2 separate regions of the Sus scrofa genome follow, and region 2 is linked to region 1. A link is a contact called in public HiChIP or PLAC-seq data. All regions are on one chromosome and are shown on one strand. The core of a region is the stretch at or near the end of the contact, and the rest is flanking DNA. Distances in the headings are between cores, read along the strand shown.

Region 1 (6,002 bases), core at 1,252-3,751:
GTATATTTTGTCTAAAGCTTACTAAACTTGAATCTTTTCTTGGAATAGTAACAGGGAAATCCAGCTCTGTAATCTGCACACCTCACTGACATTCTGTTAATAGTGTTTGGTACCATCTGCTAGTGGTTTTGTGAGTAAGTGGAATCTTACCTCCCTTTGTTTTCCTGGAAGGCCAGGATTTGAACTTCGTTGGAATGGTTTCAACCCAGAGCCCAAAGCAAGGCTGTGCCCTGGAGATTTATTAGCAGGTAAAATGAAGAAATATGCTCTAGAACACAGCTCACTTATAATGTCAGAGATAACAATTCAAGGTTATGGACTGTGTCCATGTTACTTATCAGGTACTGTCCAGGTACCATAAGGACACAAGATGAATAGGATACAGTCCTTGCTCAGGGGTGCTTGCTGCTTACAAACTGTATTATGCTACCTTAAGCAGGTAGCATTAATTAGTAAAGCATGGTAAATGTGAGACAGTAGGTAGGAATAAAGACTTCGGCAAGTTGAGGAGGGCTGTCCAGATTCAAAGGCTTTGGTCAAATCTTATAATAAGGCCCTCTGAGTTTCTGTAAGCTAGGTTAGCAAAGTGGATTTTTGCATAAAATATCCAGATTTTTAAAATGTCATCAATTTATTTAAAGTTTTTGAAAAACATTGTGACTTCGAATCAAACAAAAAAATTCCACTGAATCATAGTGGGCCACATATATGCAACTTCTGTCTTTGAGAAACAGTCCTGTTGAATGACAAAGCACTTAAAAATATATCTAATTGTAAAGTAATATGATAATATTTTTCTTGGGTTTATTGGAAATATTAAATAAAATATAAAGTCCTTGGCAAAATGACAGCTACTAATTGTTATAAATTAGCAGTTAAAAATTCATGTGCTAGAGATAGAAGTAATTGGAGAATGGAGTTACAAATTTTTAGGGAAAAGCCAGAATTTCCCTGAGCACTGTTTTTTGTTTTGGGGGCTTTTTTGTTTTGTTTTGTTTTCCAGCCCTATCTGTGGCATGCAGAAGTTCCTGGGCCAGGGATTGAACCTGTGCCACAGCAGTGACAATGCAGAATCCTTAACTGCCAGGCCATTAGGAAACTCTTCCCTGAACATTGTTTTCATAACAGCTTTATTGAGAGATAATTCACAATATAATTTACTCATTTAAAGTGCACCATTCAATGACTTTTAGTGTATTCACAGAGTTGTGCAACCACCACATGCATCAGTCAGTTTAAGAATAGTTTCATTACTCATCACAAGTAACTCACTTCCCATTTCCCCCAGTCCTTCTATTCCTAGGCATCCACTAATACACTTTCTGTCTCTGTAGATTACCTATGCAGGCCATTTAATGTAAATGGAATCTTACAATATATGGTCCTTTGTGTCTGGTATCTTTCAGTTAGCATAACATTTTCAAGATTCGTCCATGTTGTAGCATGTGTTAGTACTTCATTCTTTTTATTTTTTAAATTTTTATTTTATTTTATTTTATTTTTTAATTTTGTCTTTTTTTGGGGGGCGGAGGGCAGACCTGCAGCATATGCAGTTTCCCGGGCTAGGAGTCAAATTAGAGCTGAAGCTGCTGGCCTATGTCACGGCCACAGCAACTCGGGATTCAAGCTGTGTCTGAGACCTACATCACAGCTCATGGTAATGACGGATCCTTAACCTGCTGAGCAAGGCTGGGGATAGAACCTGTGTCCTCGTGGATGCTAGTCAGATTCATTTCCGCTGAGCCATGACGGGAACTCTCCTCTTTCCTTTTTAGTACCAAATAATATTCCGTTGTATGGATACATTCCATTTAGTTTATCAGTTGATGGACAATTGGGTTGTTCTCACTATTTGTCTCTAATGCATAAAGCTGCTACGGGAGTTCCTATTGTAGCTTAGCAGGGTAAGGACCCAACATTGTCTCCGTGGGATGTGGGTTTGATATCTGACCTTGCTCAGTGGGTTAAGGATCCAGCGTTGCTGCAAGTTGCAGCATACATCAGTTGCAGATGCAGCTCCAATCTGGTGTTGCTCTGGCTATGGCATAGCCACATCTGCAGCTCTGATACAGCCAGGCATTTCCATGTGCCAGGCAGGTCCAGCTGTAAAAAGAAAAAAACCTGCTGTGAACATTCATGTATGAGTTTTTGTGTGGACATGTGTTCATTTGTGTATTTTCCTGGGAGTGGAATTGCATGGATATGCATTATTTTGAAGGATTAGAGTTTTAGGTTGAAGGGGCAGGGAGGGTCAGAGGAGGGAGGAAGAAGGGATAAGAACTGGGAGAATATTTTGCATTTTGAGCCAAACCATGGATGTATAAAATAGAAAGGCATATGCACTTTAAGCAGTTCTATATGGAAAAAGTGGTGATAAATAAGGCTAAAGAATAAAGAGTAATTTAGGCCTTGAAGGGGCTCTTTGGTCTGTCCTTTCTTCTAAAGATACTTGAGAGCCCCTGAATGACTTGAAGCAAGGCAGGGACAAGCACTCTGGAGGTCACGTGGAGGATGGATTCAGTTTCACAGCTGGGAGCCTAACGGGCAGGCAGTTCTGGTCAACAGGTTGCTAGACTTTCACTCTTCAAACTCTCCATGTGAAATATTTGGACTGGCTCCTTGCAATCAAAATAATGTAATATGAATTTGTGATATGTGATATATTCATACAATGATTGAGGGAGTTTTTAAGATAAACCATTTTGCTATCTTGAAAGACAGTGAGAAATTGGGTGAGGTTTGTTTACACTGGAACCAAAATATGTTGGATTAAAATTTTTTAAAGTGAGTGTGCCAATTTGCTTAGATTCTTTCTTCCCCCCTGCAGTAAGACATGTTCATTTTAGCCAATACAAAGTATACCAGAATTGTGATTGAAATGGAGAAGATGACTCATGATTTGAACTTGAATCCTCTGAAACTAACATCCCTTCTACCCAGGTCATTCTTAAAAATAGGATATTCAGAAGGTGCTCCTTGTTTATGCTAGGTTTAAAGACAAGAACCTGAATTGAGATATTGTCATTCACAATGAATATTTTTTGTGTCCCTGTGCTATGGGAATTATTGGACATTATGAATAATGCTGTTATGTATTTCCTCTTTCAGAGCAGAAAATATCAGACTAGGATTGATTGAGTTTTATTTGGTATGTTTTCCAGCCCTTTTGCAGTGAAGGGCCTTCAGAAATAATATATCTCTGTGCTGATTCCAAATTGAATATAAGTCTGACTATTAAAACAGCTTGTAGCTGCTTTTTAATTTCCTTATTCACTTGGTAAACAGCAGAAGTGGAGCAAATATGAAAGGATTTGGAAAAGTTGTATAAAGGCTCCTGGCTTCATTTTCTAGCATTTAATTTATTGGATTTGCTTTTTCCTTTTGGAATTGAAATACAAGTTGGAAGTTTAAAAAGCTTTCAGATGTATTCAGTCAACAAATATTTATTGAATACCTACCATGTGTCAGATGCTGTGAGAGGTTAGGTGGGTAAGGAGACTAAGACAAAGTTCCCTTTAAAGGTTTTATGACCTACTGGAGAAGATGAGAAAGATATACTAATGGCTCAAATTATTTAACCCTAAAATTTCTTCATCTGTAAAATCAATGTGTTTGTAGAGTAAGTAGCGAGAGTTAAATAAGATAATACATGCAGCAATTAGAACAACTTGGCATAGAGTGACTTCTCAGTAACGAGTATTCTTATAGAGCAGAACTTCTCAGCTCCCAAAGTACTAACATTATGAATCAAAAAGAGAGAAAAAGAAATCATGCAACTTCTCCCAAACATGTTTGACTATAGGACACTTTTTTTTTTCTTTTTCTTTCTTTCTTTCTTTCTTTCTTTCTTTTTTTTTTTTTGCCAGAGCATTTCAAGGAGCTAGTGTTCTTTTTTCTTTCTTTCTTTCTTTTTTTTCTTTTTAGGGCTGCACTCGTGGCATATGGAAGTTCCCAGGCTAGGGGTCAAATTGGAGTTATAGCTGCTGGCCTATACCACAGACACAGCAATACTGGATCCAAGACAAATCTGTGACCTACATCACAGCTCACGGCAATGCTGGATCTGTAACCCACTGAGCAAGGTCAGGGATTGAACCTTCGTCCTCATGGATCCTAGTTGGGTTTGTTAACTGCTGAGCACGAAGGGAACTCCTTTTTTAATGGCTGCACCTGAAAGTCATTAAATGGAAGTTCCTGGTCCAGGGATTGAATTCGAGCTGCAGCTGAAACCCATGCCACAGCTACAGCAATGACTGATCCTTAACCTGCTGTGCCACAATGGAAACTCCCTCAAGGAGCTGGTGTTCCAGGGAACCTATTTTGAAAACCCTGGGATAGGGAGATTGGAGGTTAAAAAAAAAAAAAGACAGCTCTTGGCTGGGCCTTGTAAGATGGGCATGACTATGTCAAATAAAGACGGGGTACGGGATATTCCAGAGAGAGAAAAGCAAAAGCAAAAAACCAAGGGTCCTTTTAATTGAGGGCAGCAAAAAAATCTTCTGTAGAAGATATATTTAGTCAAAGAGAATAAATGAATTTAGTGACGGAAAGAATAAAAGCCACCGTGATAATTGTGGACAGCTACTGTTTTGACCTGCCAGAACACATTCCCCTGCTTCAGGAAAGAGCATCAGAATTTTCCTGGGGGATGGAGTTCCCTTTGTGGCACAGCGGAAACAAATCTGACTAGGAACCATGCAGTTGCGGGTTCGATCCCTGGCCTTGCTCAGTGGGTTAAGGATCCTGCGTTGCTGTGGCTGTGGTGTAGGCCAGCAGCTGTAGCTCCAATCAGACCCCTAGGCTGGGAACATCCATGTGCCTCGGTTCAGCCCTAAAAATAAATAAAAAAAAAAAAAAAAAAAGAATTTTCCTGGGGGAAACACCAGAGGTGGGTATGCTGTAAAACTACTGAAGCTGACGCCTCCAAGCCTCTCATGTGCATGTCTGTATCTTTCCATCCTGACTTTCCTCATTCACACTTCCCTTTGTCTTCAGCCCTTCTATTTTTGAGTCCAGTTAAGGGGAAGTTGAGTTGGAAGTACATTTTGTTTGTGTTTCAATGGGTAAATTTATGTGGCTCATAGTCACTTGATTAGAGTTCAGTGTTTGTGGCATCCTAATGTGATTCCTGAACACTCACTACTGACCAGGGTGGTGACTGATCTGGTACGACAAGAGGACATTGATAGCAAACTGGTTAATGAACATTGGCAATGTGAAGAGTATTTAAGATGAGTCAGATACAGTCAAGAAAAAGGGCAATATCTCTAAATCATCCAGCTCATTTGTAGGAGAAGCTTGAGAGGAGTCCCAAATTTGGCAATGATAATAATATAATAATAATTTAGCATAAAATATAGGGGTTCCTGCTGTGGCACATTGGATTAAATATCTGACTTCAGTGGCTCCGGTCACTGTGGAGGTGTGTGTTTGATCCTCGGCCTGGCGCAGTCGGGTATAAAATCCGGCATTGGCACAGCTGTGGCCTAGGTCTCAGCTGCAGCTAGGATTCAATCTCTGGTCTGGGGAACTTCCATGTGCTGTGGGTGTGGCCATAAAATTACCAATTAACACATTGGGGAATTGAAAGAACATTTTAAAACAATCAGTGATAAATATTGTTCAACCGTGGTAGAAGAGGGACTGAACTATCTTTTTGCTCTCCTTTAAAAAATGATATTTTGAAGTGATAATTGTATGAAGAAGTGAATGAAGAGTATTCAGCAAAAAATTGTAGGGAAAAAAGAATCATAGAGCTATTCTAGGGAGGATTTTATGATGGTGGTGGCATTCCTTTCTTTTGGGGGATTTGGGATTTTTTTTTCTTTGAAATATTTTCTTTCAACATCTGATTTTGAATTTTTGAATTTGTAATTTTTGTCTTTTCTTAGAAAGCTCCCCCACCCCATCAACTGAAAAAGTGTTAGAACTGAAGCTTGATCTGCCTCTGCGAACAACCCTTCCTACCACACCCACTTTATGACATTCAAGTGGAGCTGATT
Region 2 (6,002 bases), core at 2,345-4,844, 130 kb after region 1:
TTCTATAGCTCTTCCTTATCTTTCTTCACTTGGGGTTGGGTTTGTGGGTAGGTAAGAGTCACTTACTTTGTCCTGTGCCCAGAGTCAAGTGTGTTTTATTCAGGCCTTCTTTTGCTTCCAACCCGTCAACCAACCACAGGAACAAGAGGGGTAGCTGTCTCTTTCAGAAAGCCATGGCCTACCAGAATTACTTCACTTGTTCCTCTGTTAATGTTTGGAAGGCATTATGCCATGCCATGCAAGTTATACTTTATTTGTCTTTTTAGGGCCACACCTGCAGCATATGGAGGTTCCCAGGCCAGGGGTCCAGTCGGAGCTGTAGCCGCCGGCCTATGCCACAGCCACAGCAACGCCAGATCCGAGCCATGTCTGCGACCTACACCACAGCTCATGGCAATGCCGGATCCTTAACCCACTGAAGGAGCCCAGGGATCGAACCCACAACCTCATGGTTCCTAGTCAGATTCTTTAACCACTGAGCCACAACAGGAACTCCTATTTTTTATTTATTAATTTTTTTTACTTGCGGTATACAGCAGCTTGATGCGGGATCTCAGTCCCCAGACCAGGGATTGAACCCGGTGCAGTGGTGACAACATGGAATCTTAGCTGCTAGACCACCAGAGAACTCTTCTGCAAGTTACACTTTAAATAGAGAGTTCATGTCCCACATCATTTGGAACATGTAGAAAACTCAGGTTCAATGAAAACATGTAACAGTGAGGCAAAAGTCAGAACAGAATGACCGGACAGTTTTAGAATAGAAAAATTGGGAAGTGAAAGCCTAGTCTAGAACTGTAGCAGCACTGGGAAGAAAGTGCTTTTCCGGCAGGCAGTGTGGCCTCACACTTGGACAAACCTGGGTATCCCCGGCTCTACTGGTCACTAGCTGTGTGATACTAGATGCGTTACTGAGACTTGCTGGGGCTCTGCTTCCCTGTCGCTGAAAATGAGACCTGTGCTTGGAGTACACTGCCTGGCACATGAGAACAGCACCATTGTGCATATGTTACATCTGCACACACATAGGCTGCTTTGGATAATCAAATGAACACAATGAGGTTGTAAATACAGCCTCACTAGAATGTCACTTAGATCTAGCCTCAGAACGTGGAGACCTTGCTTGAGAATGAGCTTAGCTATGTGACCTAGCTATGTGACCTTGGGACCAACCCCCCCCCTCCCCAGCTCTCCACTTAGAAATGTCTGGAATGGACTTAACTATGCCCACCTAGGATCTGTGTAAAGTTTAAACTCATTGCTGTGTGTGGAAATGCTTTTAATAAAGCTATAAATTTTAAGTAAGAGAAGCTATTCTATTAATGCATTATTGCAATGCTGTTAGTGTAGTGATTGTTGACAATATTTTTAAAGGAGCTGGCCATTTTTCTGCACCTGAGATCCAACAGTAGGATGGTCATGAGTAGAGACTTTCAAAATGAGCCACATGGTAGAAAATGTCTCCTGATTCATTATATGTGGGTAGTGATCTGTAGTTCTTTTTCGAGCCAGCATTAAAATCATCTGGCTGTCTCTGACCTTCAGTAATCCTTCCCAATAGAAAAAGAGACACTTCTCTACAGCAGATAATATATCAAAATACACACCATGGTTATATTTTTCTTTTCACTCTAAGCACACAGAAATGGCAGAGGAGAGAGGAATAAATAATGTTTAACAGTAGCCGTTTTATAGAATCATCTCAAATGTACAAATGCAAAATAAAGTCAGGAGACCAAATTCTGTCCTATACCTACTCTTTATACAAACTTTTTAAAAAAACCTTTTAGGAGAAATTTCCACATCCTCAGAAAGAAGCACATTATATAGTGTTTCCCGCCCCTGCCCCTACCCCCAAGGTCTACTATAAATGTCTAGGTCTTTTTCAAACAGTCATAATTTTCTATTTTCTCCTAAGGAAGTTTTCCACTTGACAAGTACTTAGAGGCTTCTCTGTCCTTTGGTAAAAGTTTAAGGTTATTTACTGCAGCCCTGGAAATAACAGTTGGCTTAGACAGTTCTGGCCAAAGAGAAATGATTTCAAAAACGCTATGGTTTCTGGTCTACTTGTAAACAATTTGACTCCTTCCTGGGTTGGTCCCGGCTCCTCAACCTAACCAGTACACTGACAATGCTTAGTTTCTGCTGTGTTCTCTCTCCAAAGCATTATCACTTAACTCTCCATAGTTTCAGTGTACAAATGTGTCATTCCTAATCTAGAGTTAGAGCATCATAAATGATTACCAGCCACATTGTTAGGACTGAAAGTCCATTTTCTGATGTTTCAGTGAAGCCTTGACCATAGAGCAGCCCATGGCTGCAGATGTGATGGCAGAAGTCCCCCAGAAGTATTGCAAATATGTGTTAATTTCCAGCCAAAGCTGGCTGCATAAACAAGCAGTCATATAAACCACATCATTTGGTTTGACCCAAAGTTATGGCAAGAATGTTCTCAGACCCACTCACTGGTGCACAGGTAGACCGTTTTTGTTACCTTCTGTTCCGTACAGAAAACCCAAATGGCTCAGCAAATAGTGTCTGAAGTATAATTCTGACACTGTTAGTCTTTTGCTTCCCAGACTTAATGTTTGCATCTTGCTCCCAATTTCATGAGACAAAAGTGAATGAAGAAATTGAATCAGCAAATAATCTGAATACAATACAAAAAAAAAAAAACCAAAAAACAAATCCCAGAAGATAAATTCACAAGCATGAGAAGAAGCTTTTAGGGTAGCCTTGCAAATAGGCTCTTTTGAAATTTGCACCCTTCGCAAAAAAATGTCTATGAGCAGAATAAAATATTTAAACAAGCAACATTAACTGAAAAAGAAAACCTCAGCATTAGAAAAGCGCACACTCAGGCTCTCCCCTCATCTTTACGAAGCTTCCCATGGTTCGTCATCACCTTTTAAATAGAGAATTATGTGTTCTCTTAGACCAGGCAAGGATTTCAGACCCATGGGCCTCGTTAAAAAAAAATTCAAAACATGGATCAAAGGAGCAGATATTTTTTTAATGGCACATTGCTACTAGTTGGGTTCATTCCTGTGTCATCCTTCTCTGGATGATGTGATTTAGCATCGCTTGCTTAATCATAAGCTTCCCGCAATAGATTCTTTGTTCGACATGTTACCAAATGTAGAATGTAGGTAACTCCTAAGTGAATGAATGAATGAACACGTAGACATGCAGTAATACTATGGATTGTCGCAAAACCACTAGAGGAGGAAACATTGATTTCTTTGCCTTGACCCATCTTATTTTGTCCCCCAACTGTCTCATTGGCACCCTTTATTCCAAAATGCATGAAACATGCATAAAAAGGACCAACAAGGATGGGTTGGTGTGTGTGAAGTGACATGCCCAAACATAAAACAGTCTTCATATCCTGTTTTTTACTTTCACTCTCTGTGAAAATATACTTCATGCAGTGTTCTTTTCTAATGTCTAATGATTTTGCTAGTTGGGTACGCAGAAACAGACATATCACTGGCAGCTCCTTCACAGAAGGCGGACCTGTGCGAGGTGGTAAAGGGACCTGAGTAAAGGTTGTCAACAGAGAGGGAGAGATTAACAGGGAATCCTTTCCGGTGTTTTGGGCTACCGCTGCCCTCTAGAGGACACATGGAAAATAAGCACAGTCTCTCAAGCTTCTCCTAGAAATTTAAGACCTTGGAAAATCATCTTGTTTGTCTAAATTTATTAAGAAAGGCTTAATGAAAAATTAAAATTACTTCAAGGATAGCTGTATTATCCTAAACTGTCTTTACATTGCATATTATTCTAGGGTCACTTAATTTAGATTCACTCTCAGGAGATAAAAGTTTCTTTATTTTGTCTATCCTAACTTTCTTGCAAAATTTTAAACATGTTATTTCTTGTCCTGTGAGGGAACAGCTGCTTACTATGACTAATGTGTTAGTCACTGTTTATACTTGTAGCTTTTAATGCACCAGAAACCAGAAACCCCAGCTCCTTCAATCTTTCTTTATGAATTCAGTTTGTACAGAAAAAAATAGGCAAAAATTTCCAAAATTGCCAAACTGTTACTTATTTCTAGGCAAAGGAAGCTTCACTAATTTTAAGGGAAGAGCAAAAATCAGCTCGTGATTTTTACATCGGAGATGTGACATAATATCATCAAATCATTCAACCTTCTTTATGTAAAACTTGAAAAATTAGGGATAATATCTTTTATAATCCTACTTCATAGGCAGAAATTGATTTCCTTTCTAAATCTTACAGGAGAATTTAAATAATTAATACTAAAATGAAGCATTTGGAAATAAATATTCTGCCTGAGGAGAAAACTTCATGACTTTAGGGTGATGTTACATAAACTTACTTATAAAAATTCTATTTGTTCATCCATTTAACATTTGTTGAATATTAAATTACTCAAAAGATACTATCTTTAGAAAAAATACGATAATAGCGGGGGACTTTAATACCCCACCTACAGCAATGGACAGATCATCCAGACAGAAAATCAATAAGGAAACACAGGCCCTAAATGAAGCATTAGACCAGATGGACTAAATAGATATTTATAGGACACTCCATCCAAAAGCAGCAGAATACACATTATTCTCAAGTGCACACGGAACATTCTCTAAAATTGTTCATATCCTAGGCTACAAATCAAGCCTCGGTAACTTAAAGAAAATTGAAATCATATCAAGCATCTTTTCTGACCACAACACTGTACAACTGGAAATAAACAACAAGAAAAAAACTGCAAAAACCACAAACACGTGGAGACTAAACAACATGCTACTAAACAACCAATGGATCACTAAAGAAATCAAAGAGGAAATTAAAAAATACCTAGAAGCAAATGACAACAAAGATACAACACTCCAAAACCTATGGGATGCAGCAAAAGCACTTCTAAGAGGGAAGATTATAGCAATACAAGCCCACCTCAGGAAACAAGAAAAAGCTCAAGTAAACAACCTAACTTTACATCTAAAGCAGCTCGAGAGAGAAGAACAGACAAGACCTAAAGTTGGCAGAAGGAAAGAAATCAAAAAGATCAGAGTAGAAATCAATGAAATAGAAAGGAAGAAAACCATAGAAAAGATCAATGCAGTGAAAAGCTGGTTCTTTTGAAAAGATCAACAAAATTGATAAACCTTAGCCAAACATATCAAGAAAAAGAGAGGACTCAAAGCAATAAAATTAGAAATGAAAAAGGAGACAGTACAGAAGACATTACAGAAATACAAAGGATCGTAAGAGACTGTTACCTGCAACTATATGCCAATAAAACCGAAAACCTAGATGAAACGGACAAATTCTTAGAAAGGTACAATCTTCCAAGACTGAACCAAGATGAAATAGAAAAGATGAACAGACCAATCACAAGTATTGAAATTACAACTGGGATTAAAAAACTTCCAACAAACAAAAGTCCAGGACCAGATGGCTTCAGAGGAGAATTCGATCAAACATTTAGAGAAGAGCTAGCACCTACTCTTCTGAACCTATTCCGAAAAATTGCAGAGGAAGGGACACTCGCAAACTCATTCTATGAGGCCACCATCACCCTGGTACCAAAACCAGACAAAGACACCACAAAAAAAGAAAACTACAGGCCAATTTCACTGATGAACATCGATGCAAAAATCCTCAACAAAATACTAGCAAACCAAATCCAACAATACACTAAAAGGACTGTACATCATGATCAAGTGAGATTTATCCCAGGGATGCAAGGATTCTTGAGTACCCACAAATCAATCGGTGTGATACACCACATTAACACACTGAAGTATAAAAACCATATGATCCTCTCAATAGATGCAGAAAAACCCTTTGACAAAACCCAACACCCATTTCTGATAAAAACCCTTCAGAAAGTGGACATAGAGGGAACCTACCTCAACATAATAAAGGCCATCTATGACAAACCCAGAGCGAACATCATTCTCAATGGTGAAAAGCTGAAAGAATTCCTACTGAGATCAGGAACAAGCCAAGGATGTGCACTCTCACCACTA

Evidence for each region. HiChIP or PLAC-seq counts read pairs in DNA pulled down with a chosen protein or histone mark.
Region 2: an H3K27ac HiChIP or PLAC-seq map of alveolar macrophages shows a contact between it and region 1. The contact joins two enhancer-like sites. A contact is called at or near these places in 1 of 5 promoter capture datasets (fetal liver), 13 of 47 Hi-C or Micro-C datasets (alveolar macrophages, blood, brain and 7 more) and 2 of 2 datasets of contacts at active chromatin or transcription factors (alveolar macrophages and skeletal muscle).

The regions. Positions count from the first base shown.
Region 1 is chr14:64,292,235-64,298,236 of Sscrofa11.1, forward strand. No RefSeq gene overlaps it. Among named protein-coding and RNA genes, the nearest start is that of CDK1, 61 kb to the left of the region's middle. Within about 2 kb of position 2,502, at least 4 of the 83 cell types and tissues checked have an H3K27ac peak or open chromatin away from gene starts, as enhancers often do. A contact at or near this core is called in alveolar macrophages and skeletal muscle, where this site is marked.
Region 2 is chr14:64,417,142-64,423,143 of Sscrofa11.1, forward strand. All of the region lies in intron 2 of RHOBTB1 (rho-related BTB domain-containing protein 1), which reads right to left. Among named protein-coding and RNA genes, the nearest start is that of RHOBTB1, 45 kb to the right of the region's middle. Within about 2 kb of position 3,595, at least 25 of the 83 cell types and tissues checked have an H3K27ac peak or open chromatin away from gene starts, as enhancers often do. A contact at or near this core is called in alveolar macrophages and skeletal muscle, where this site is marked.